Regions from separate parts of the Mus musculus genome. Here all the other regions are linked to region 1. A link is a contact called in public HiChIP or PLAC-seq and promoter capture Hi-C data. All regions are on one chromosome and are shown on one strand. Each heading gives the region's core, a stretch centred on a gene start, on an enhancer-like site or on the middle of the called end of the contact. The rest is flanking DNA. Distances are from core to core; before and after follow the strand shown.

Region 1 (2,700 bases), core at 95-2,594:
GGGAGGTGGACGGAAAATTAGAAGTTTGTTGTTTTCTTCAGCTACAAAGTGAGTTTAAGATCAGCCTGGGTTATACAAGCCCCTGATTCTTTAGAAAAATGGACCAACCAACACAACTGCTAAAAATATGGGATGTCAATGTACTTAATGAAACTCTTCTAATATAACAACATCTACTCATATATTAAAGTTGCCAGTTGCCAGAAAAATATCCACTTCCAATAGATTTTGGTTCCTCACTTCTGTAAACAGATCAGGAACATAGTTTACACACCAAATTCATTTTCATTCTTTTCCTGCTTAAGTTTTGTTCCCTCATCTTTGCCAGCAATGTTATAATAGACATTTTTCTAATGCATTAAAAGATAAACCTTTTTAGAATGGTGAGTTAATAAATATTGTTATTTCCGAAGGTCCTCCTTCTTTTATGTCAGCTCATATCTTACACAAGTATCCCCGATAATATCTTAGTTTGCATTTTACTCAAACAGGAAAATGTTACCCTAGCAGGAAGTACCTAAATCAGCCTGGTACGGGGGTAGCCAAAGAAGTATTACAAGAGTTAGGTCTTCCTCCTCCCTCAAATTCTTTAAAAAGACCCTGTTTTTTTTAAAAACAAAACAAAACAAAAAAAAAAAAAAACCTGTTTATACAACCGCTAACTGTGCTTTATATAGCCTATGTAGGGTAGCCGAAGGGTAGCAGTCTAGCACAATACCCATCTCTACTATGGTCATTTTCGGTAATCACATTATTGGGGTTGGGCTGTAACTTAAAGATGACCCAATACAAACCCACTTTTTACTTTTTTCAAGCTTATTTTTATAAGTAAGAAAAGTAAATCACTTATTACTGAGTTGCTAAGTGATAATCTTAAGAATCTTTCAGTGCCTGAAATCCATTCAGTCCATGAAATCTCTCCCGAGTTTCAGAGAACTCACTACACAAATGCTTAACAAGCATTTAAAAATTCTACAAATTACAGAGAAATGTTTACTTAATATACTCTTTCATTCTTAGTCATTTCAAGTTAGACATTACTCAGATTTAGCCCGCAGCTTACACAATGATGTGAAGTTTTAAGAGTCAAAGAAGTGTTGGAAGGGTAGAGGTAGGTTGGGAATACCAAGCATCCCGACGCTGTCAACAGAGAAAAGTTTATAGAAATAAAAAAGACAAGGTGACCATGGGACGGCATACTCTTCCTGTATACTCTTTTTGCTCATAGAGGGCCCACAAAACAGCAACGTCTGGGGAAGGGATACCTACGGCATTTCGGGACTCCGTTGCTGGACAGAACCAACTGAGAAACCGCAAACGCGGAAGCATAAAAAGCCCGCGTAGTAAGCGCTGGATGAGGTGTCACCCCGTATGCAGCTCGCCGGAAACAGTCTCCGCGCGAGAAAGAGCCTGAACGTGTTCAAGGAAATGGTGCAGGGAGTCTAAGGCCAGAATCCATTTAGCCCCAGCCGCATGCAGCGCACGACCCTCCTCACTATTGTGGACATGCCAGCCTCGCAACAGATAAGCTACAATGCCATGGCTGTTCTCTCTCGGTCAATGGTCCACAAATCTCTGGTCGGAGCGTTTGGAAGGTGCTCTGCCTCTTATTTCCGGTGGCGGCGAGGCGCAGTTGCTATGGTAATCTAAAAAAGGCGGAGGTCTGTCCGGTTGCGCCGAGAGGTTCGCGGATCTACTAACGAAAATTGGCTGCTCTTCTTGGTTTGTGAGCTGAAATTAGGTAGCCACCAAGCCTCTCTCTTGCTCTGTCGCTCGCTCTGCTCTTCATTGTGCGGCCGCCTCTCCCATCTGCTACGTTTACTTCTGTGTCCTCCTAAGAGCCGGTGCATGCCCCGAAACACACAAGGGGATGCAGCATCGTGGCCAGAGGAGTACAAAAAACGGAGAGAGCTTGTCTGGGATTAGTTGTGACTGTTTCACGGTGCAGCGACGGTGACTGGATGGCTCTCTGTTTTCATTTGGCCCTTTAGACGCCTTAGGCGCTTTTAACAGTTTATTTTTCCTGCTTATTGTGTGCCTAGTTATTTATGGAGCCGTTTGCTACAATATACTCTCCAGGCCCCTGTCTCAGACTTGGGCTAGAATTTTAAATAAAAGGTGGTTTCCGAGCCCTAGGGGTGCAATTATATATTTATTTAAGCTTCAGTTTGGACTGTCTTCACAGGAAGGGAAAGAATAGAATTCTGGAACATTTCTGTCCAGGGATTTTCATGTGAGAATAACCCCATTTGGAAGGAGCACTTGAAGATCCTTAAAAATGTTTTTAAATTGCTTGCTGTAAGCCGAGTGCTTGCTCTTCCTTATTGGAATAGTTTTCTTTCCCGTTTGTGAGATGGCGCGCACGCATATGTGTTTAAAACCGATGTTTAATTATGGTGATACCAATTTGCAGTAACCAGACTGTGACACCACATCCCTATGGGGTCCTTCTAAATCTGGTGTAATATGAAAGTGTCAGGCAGGCGGTCTGTGTATTATAAATAGGGTACTTCATCCATGATAAGCGATTATTATCTTTCTTTCCCAAGTGTAAAAGACCTACATAATTCAAGAAGGTGCCAGTGATTTAGGCCTCCTGAGTATGAATCCAATGAGTCCTGAAGGGGACCCTACCTGTGTCATCTTATTGTTCAACTTGAACTATTCAATTTATTAGATTGGAATGTATTTTTAGAAGTC
Region 2 (2,700 bases), core at 44-2,543, 170 kb before region 1:
GTTTATTCACACTTTAAGAGATAACCCACATTAGTTAGCAGCAGAGGTGAGCCCACTCCCGCCAGCACGCCCTGGGACACTGTGGTTCCTTGGAGGTCGTGCCCTCCACTCGGAAGTATACGCCAGCTCCCCCCAGTTTTCCAACCCCCCCCAGTCGGTGCGCCACGTCTAATAACAAGGCCCAAAGCCTCTTCCCCAATCCTCTCCACTTACCCAAGACCGCTGCCAATGCCTGCTCCGTTTCCAGCTCATTTCCGACTTTTTCTGTGCTAAGTCGTTTAACAACTCCAACAGCCAGTTATGACGTCTTTGTTTATAGGTTCCCTGCTATTTTACGTCCTTTTTATTTCTCTGCAACTATCCTAATAGGTTAATCGATAGCTATTCTCTGACCTCGGGAAACCCCAGCTGATGGTGTTGTGACCGTTGCGAATATATATATATATATATATATATATATATATATATATATATTCCTGCGTCGTGCCCGGAAAGCTAGGGTAAGACTTGAGTAGTTAGATTTGGGGGTGATGCGAGGCACATCAGCAGATGTCTTTTCTCTGGAATAGCCCTGAAACAGGAGGGGGTCTGAGGCCTAATTAGCAAAAGGAAGCCGGATGTGTTCCTTTAATCCTTGAATCGAAAACAAAACCCCAAAGCAAATCAAAATAGTAAGTTTTTTTCTTTTCTTTTCTTTTTTTTTTTTTTTTTAAATCACAACCTTGTTCTGCATTGCCAGTTGGTCTATATAATATTAGCAAAGAGGGGAGGGCAGGGTAGTAAGAAAAATGCAGGGGGCGGAGAGGGCAGGGTGGTAAGAAGCCCTACAGTCCGGAGGACACTCTTAGGCCCACGCCCTCTCCACCCCCACCCACCCACTCTCACGCCCTCCCTGAACCCCACACCCGGCTCCAGCGTGGGCAGGGGTCTCCCAACAGCCCGAAGAGCTTTCGGGGCCTGCGGGATGCTAGCGCCTAGTCGGTGAGGAGTTGCGCTTCTGTCGTCCCTTTGTTGACAATTCCCTGAACCAACTTGAGTTTGGCCAGCTCCACGGCGGCCCTGACGTCACGCGCGGTCACGTGGCCCCGCCTCCCTCTGGATCTTTAAGTAGAAAGTAATCTATCAGGCCAGTCCTTAAAACGGGACTTTCGACTACCCAGGCTTGGCTTCCCTGTCACCACCCCCCCAACCCCCAACCCCGCGGTCGCCCATGCCCGCGCCCTCCAGAGCTGCTTGGAGCCCGGCGTCCCGCGCTTGCCTGGACCGCTCCTGAACCCCACGCCCAAACCAGAGGTCGAGGAAGGCTGGTGAAGTGAGGGGGTGCGGCGTGGAGAAACCTCCGGGGTCGCGAGCAGTAGCTGTCTCCTCGTAGAGAAGCGTCGAGGACCGCAAGAGTTCGCGGAGCGCGGCTGCGGAGCGCAGCGCCCGCACCGCGCGATGCCAGGCCTCCTCGTGTGAGCTGACCCGACAGGGCCCCGAGCTACCTGTGCCCTCTCCCCCCCCCCCGGCTTTCTTTCGGGGGACACTCACACCTCCTTTGCCTGAGCTCCGCGGCCGCCCCTCGCGGCCCCCCTCGCTCTCTGCTCGCTCCTGGCCGCCGCCACCAACCCCGCGGAGGGATGACCCTCTCCGGCAGCGGCAGCGCCAGCGATATGTCCGGCCAGACGGTGCTGACGGCCGAGGACGTGGACATCGATGTGGTGGGCGAGGGCGACGACGGGCTGGAGGAGAAGGACAGCGACGCCGGGTGCGACAGCCCCGCGGGGCCTCCGGACCTGCGCCTGGACGAGGCGGACGAAGGGCCACCGGTGAGCGCTCATCACGGCCAGTCTCAACCGCAAGCCCTGGCACTGCCCACCGAGGCGACCGGGCCGGGGAACGACACGGGAGCTCCGGAGGCCGACGGCTGCAAGGGCGGCGAGGACGCGGTGACAGGCGGCGGTGGGCCCGGCGCGGGCAGCGGGGCGACGGGAGGTCTGACCCCGAACAAGCCCAAGAACAGCCTGGTGAAGCCACCCTACTCTTACATCGCGCTCATCACCATGGCCATCCTGCAGAGCCCGCAGAAGAAGCTGACCCTGAGCGGCATCTGCGAGTTCATCAGCAACCGTTTTCCGTACTACCGGGAGAAGTTCCCCGCCTGGCAGAACAGCATCCGCCACAACCTGTCGCTCAACGACTGCTTCGTCAAGATCCCCCGCGAGCCGGGCAACCCGGGCAAGGGCAACTACTGGACCCTGGACCCCCAGTCCGAGGACATGTTCGACAACGGCAGCTTCCTGCGGCGCCGGAAGCGCTTCAAGCGCCACCAGCAGGAGCACCTGCGCGAGCAGACGGCGCTGATGATGCAGAGCTTCGGAGCCTACAGCCTGGCGGCGGCGGCGGGCGCAGGACCCTACGGCCGCCCCTACGGCCTGCACCCCGCGGCGGCTGCGGGCGCCTACTCGCACCCCGCGGCGGCGGCGGCGGCCGCGGCTGCTGCGGCGCTCCAGTACCCGTACGCGCTACCACCCGTGGCTCCCGTGCTGCCGCCCGCAGTGCCCCTGCTGCCCTCGGGCGAGCTGGGCCGCAAAGCGGCCGCCTTCGGCTCGCAGCTCGGTCCGAGCCTGCAGCTACAGCTCAACACCCTGGGCGCCGCCGCGGCAGCCGCGGGCACGGCGGGCGCGGCGGGCACCACGTCGCTCATCAAGTCCGAGCCCA
Region 3 (2,700 bases), core at 186-2,685, 260 kb before region 1:
CCCATTCTTAGACTCCTCAGGTTCTGAGGGACACCACATCTTTGGAAGGCCACTCTCCCACCTACACCAAAGGGAAGCAGGAAAAAGACAGTGGAGACTCTGGAGAGTTTCTGGCCCATGAAGTTAAGCCAAGTGGATGGAGGGTCCAGCCTGGGCTCTTTCTAAGGCAAGGTGTTTGGGCTTGTATAGTAGATAAGAAAACAATTGTGGCGTGTGGAAAGGGGGAAAGGACGTAAGAAAAGCATGCTTTTGGTGACTGCTGTTTGATAGAGTGGACATTTGGTTGACAGCATCTTCTTCAAATGGACAATACTAGCTTGTCGGTGCGTAAGGCTTTGTTTTCATATACTGTCAGCGTCTCAGAGACCATCACCTGTGTCCCTGACTCCAGCAGAGGTAGTACAATGCAGTGCTTGCGCAACCATGAGAGCCCTTGGATAGTGAGTGAGCCCACAATTTAATTCTGGTCTTTACTATATGATAATGATGCCCTGCCCATTTCATTTCCCCTTTCTCTAAAATGAAGCTGGTAGCGTGTGGACCTCAGAAACTTTGGTGAGTAGTGAAAGAAAGTTCTTACCAGGCAATCAACAAAGAAGAGCTATTTTCCTTAGAAACAAACCCCTTATTGGTGAAAGGACAATGAACTTGAAGTCAGCTGAAGGAAGGACTGACATACTCTCTGAAACTAAAAGAAGCGATTAAAGATAGAGTCTATAATAAGGTCTAGTACGTGCACTTATCCTTGCCTCCCAACCAGGAAACATTAAAGGTCTGCTTTAAAACTGTGCTGGAAAATCCCAACTCTCTGTTGTCCTCCATGTAATTTCCAATCAACCCTCATTATCATCCAAAGTCTGACCTCGTTCTGATGTCTGCACGAAAAACCAAACACAATCAATGCGTCCTTGCACTCAGTCTACATGGACAGGTTGGTGAACTTCAGTGGCTAAGGAAGCCCTGGCCAAGAGGTCTGAATTAACCTTCACTTTGTGCCCATTTCCAGGAAGAATGAGCAAACAGCGGCGGCTCCCTGGCCTCAGAGCCACTGCCTGGTGTCTGGCACCCAGAGGCTTCCCGGGCCGACCTTGTGGAGAAAGGCCAACAGGGAGAAAGCCACAGCCAAAGGAACACACAGAACCTGTTCCACGCGCAGACGCCAGAGCGGCAGCCATTGGCGTTCGGTGCGAGCCTGTCCAGCCGCCCTGTGCTCCATCACGCACACTACAATGAAATTCAAGGAGAGGGCTGTGAAGCAATCCTTCCCGGTCCTGAAAATCACAGCGCGCTGCTGGAAGCGATGCTAAACCCTTTGCAGCACACCCGGGCACATTCATCAGAGAGGCAGCTGAGCCAATTGAGGTGACTGTGCTGTCCGTTTGCCTTCCCAGAGATGCTCAAAACCAAACCGAACTGGCAGCGAGCTGGCTTCGCGGGTCCACGCGGGACAGCAGCCAGGCCAGGCGTCCAGTGACAGAGCAGGTTGGCCGCCCAGCCTCCCAATTCACTGGCTCCTCTGGCGACGCAGAGCATAGTTCTGAGGGATAAAAGGAGATCTCAAGCAGAAAAGGAGATTACAAATCAGAATGATTCAACAACAATAACCGAAAAAATAAACCCTGGCAGGCACGGCACTGGGGCCTGGTGAATGCCAGGTTGGCCCCCTTGGCTCGTGCTCCCACCAGTAGCAAAGCGAATTACCACCGAGTTTCCTAAATCCTAAGGGCTCTGACCGCAGGATAGCAAACTGCATTTCAATGTGAAAAGCTGTTGCTGACTGAGCCAGGCTGGCAGGCCTGAAAACACCTTTTACTTACAAAAAAACATGTTTGGAAAATGCAGCTGTTTGCCTGCTAAGTTATACTACTTTGTAACAGACAGGAAGGAAAACAACAACCTCATACCAATAAATTCCATCCATCTTTCCCACTCAACACGATAGCTGGTCTCTTCATAATCTTTCAGCTCTTCTTTTAAAAATCAGAGAGATTAAAGGGAAAAGATTTTTATCTGTTACTGTTTGGTTACCCTTAAAGGTAGCTTTAAAAACAACACTAAAAATATATTTTTTAAAAAGGTCAAAATCAGGATGGGCTTGGATAGTTATGTCCAGTAATGTGAGTTATTTCCCTTCTCTACCCAGTTACCTTTTCCCCCCATTTAGCCTGTTTTTTACAGTTCAATAAATATTTTTCCAAGCCCCACTTGCCAAACAAAAGAGTTTAGCTTCAGTATTATCCTCTGACAAATATCCTTATGGTCTCAGCACATGTGAAAGCCATTGATAAACAAATTAAAATTCTGTCCCAGCACAGAGCTCAGCTGGCCCATTTTATCTTGCAGTATGGGTTTGTAAAGGTCTGGGTGTCTGTCATCCTCCCCTAACCTTGTCTTTGTCAAAGGGGTACAAAAGCCTGCCCGCTCGGGGCCCTTACGATACTGATTAGCGTGAGTGACAAAGTGGGACTGCAAGTCCACTCAGCCTTTCATAATAAATCTATCAAAGAGTAATAGAATTCCATCAATCGTGCCTCATCCCCGAGGGTCGCCGGGCTGGGATGGAGAGTGTGTTCCGTTGGGATTGTACAACTGTTATTATTCAATTACGCTCTTTTCTTCCTAGTTAAAGACCATGATATCATTATCACTTAATGAATACATATAATTGGATCTGGACTCTGTGTTTGGCTGATGAATACC

What was found. HiChIP or PLAC-seq counts read pairs in DNA pulled down with a chosen protein or histone mark. Capture Hi-C pulls out chosen DNA fragments and counts their contacts.
Region 2: a contact with region 1 is called in a promoter capture Hi-C map of adipose tissue. The contact joins the promoter of Foxd3 here to the promoter of Itgb3bp in region 1. A contact is called at or near these places in 7 of 39 promoter capture datasets (the 3T3-L1 cell line, cranial neural crest, hematopoietic stem and progenitor cells and 3 more), 4 of 484 Hi-C or Micro-C datasets (brain, nephron progenitors and uterus), 8 of 115 datasets of contacts at active chromatin or transcription factors (astrocytes, craniofacial prominence, embryonic hindbrain and 4 more) and 3 of 9 other capture datasets (adipose tissue, liver and pancreatic islet).
Region 3: a contact with region 1 is called in an H3K4me3 HiChIP or PLAC-seq map of neural tube, with 4 times the contacts expected there. The contact joins the enhancer-like site here to the promoter of Itgb3bp in region 1. A contact is called at or near these places in 2 of 39 promoter capture datasets (embryonic stem cells and liver), 5 of 115 datasets of contacts at active chromatin or transcription factors (astrocytes, embryonic limb bud, embryonic stem cells and 2 more) and 1 of 9 other capture datasets (embryonic stem cells).

What each region holds. Positions count from the first base shown.
Region 1 is chr4:99,827,814-99,830,513 of GRCm38.p6, forward strand. Itgb3bp (integrin beta 3 binding protein (beta3-endonexin)) reads right to left here and starts at 1,345. Exons shown (of 9, transcript NM_026348.4): 1 at 1,270-1,345. The coding sequence starts at 1,274. It overlaps Efcab7 (EF-hand calcium binding domain 7), which reads left to right and starts at 1,632. Exons shown (of 14, transcript NM_145549.2): 1 at 1,632-1,741.
Region 2 is chr4:99,655,006-99,657,705 of GRCm38.p6, forward strand. It overlaps Foxd3 (forkhead box D3), which reads left to right and starts at 1,294. Exons shown (of 1, transcript NM_010425.3): 1 at 1,294-2,700. The coding sequence starts at 1,620.
Region 3 is chr4:99,571,791-99,574,490 of GRCm38.p6, forward strand. No RefSeq gene overlaps it. Among named protein-coding and RNA genes, the nearest start is that of Gm40211, 3.8 kb to the left of the region's middle. Within about 2 kb of position 1,436, at least 75 of the 459 cell types and tissues checked have an H3K27ac peak or open chromatin away from gene starts, as enhancers often do. A contact at or near this core is called in astrocytes, embryonic limb bud and neural tube, where this site is marked.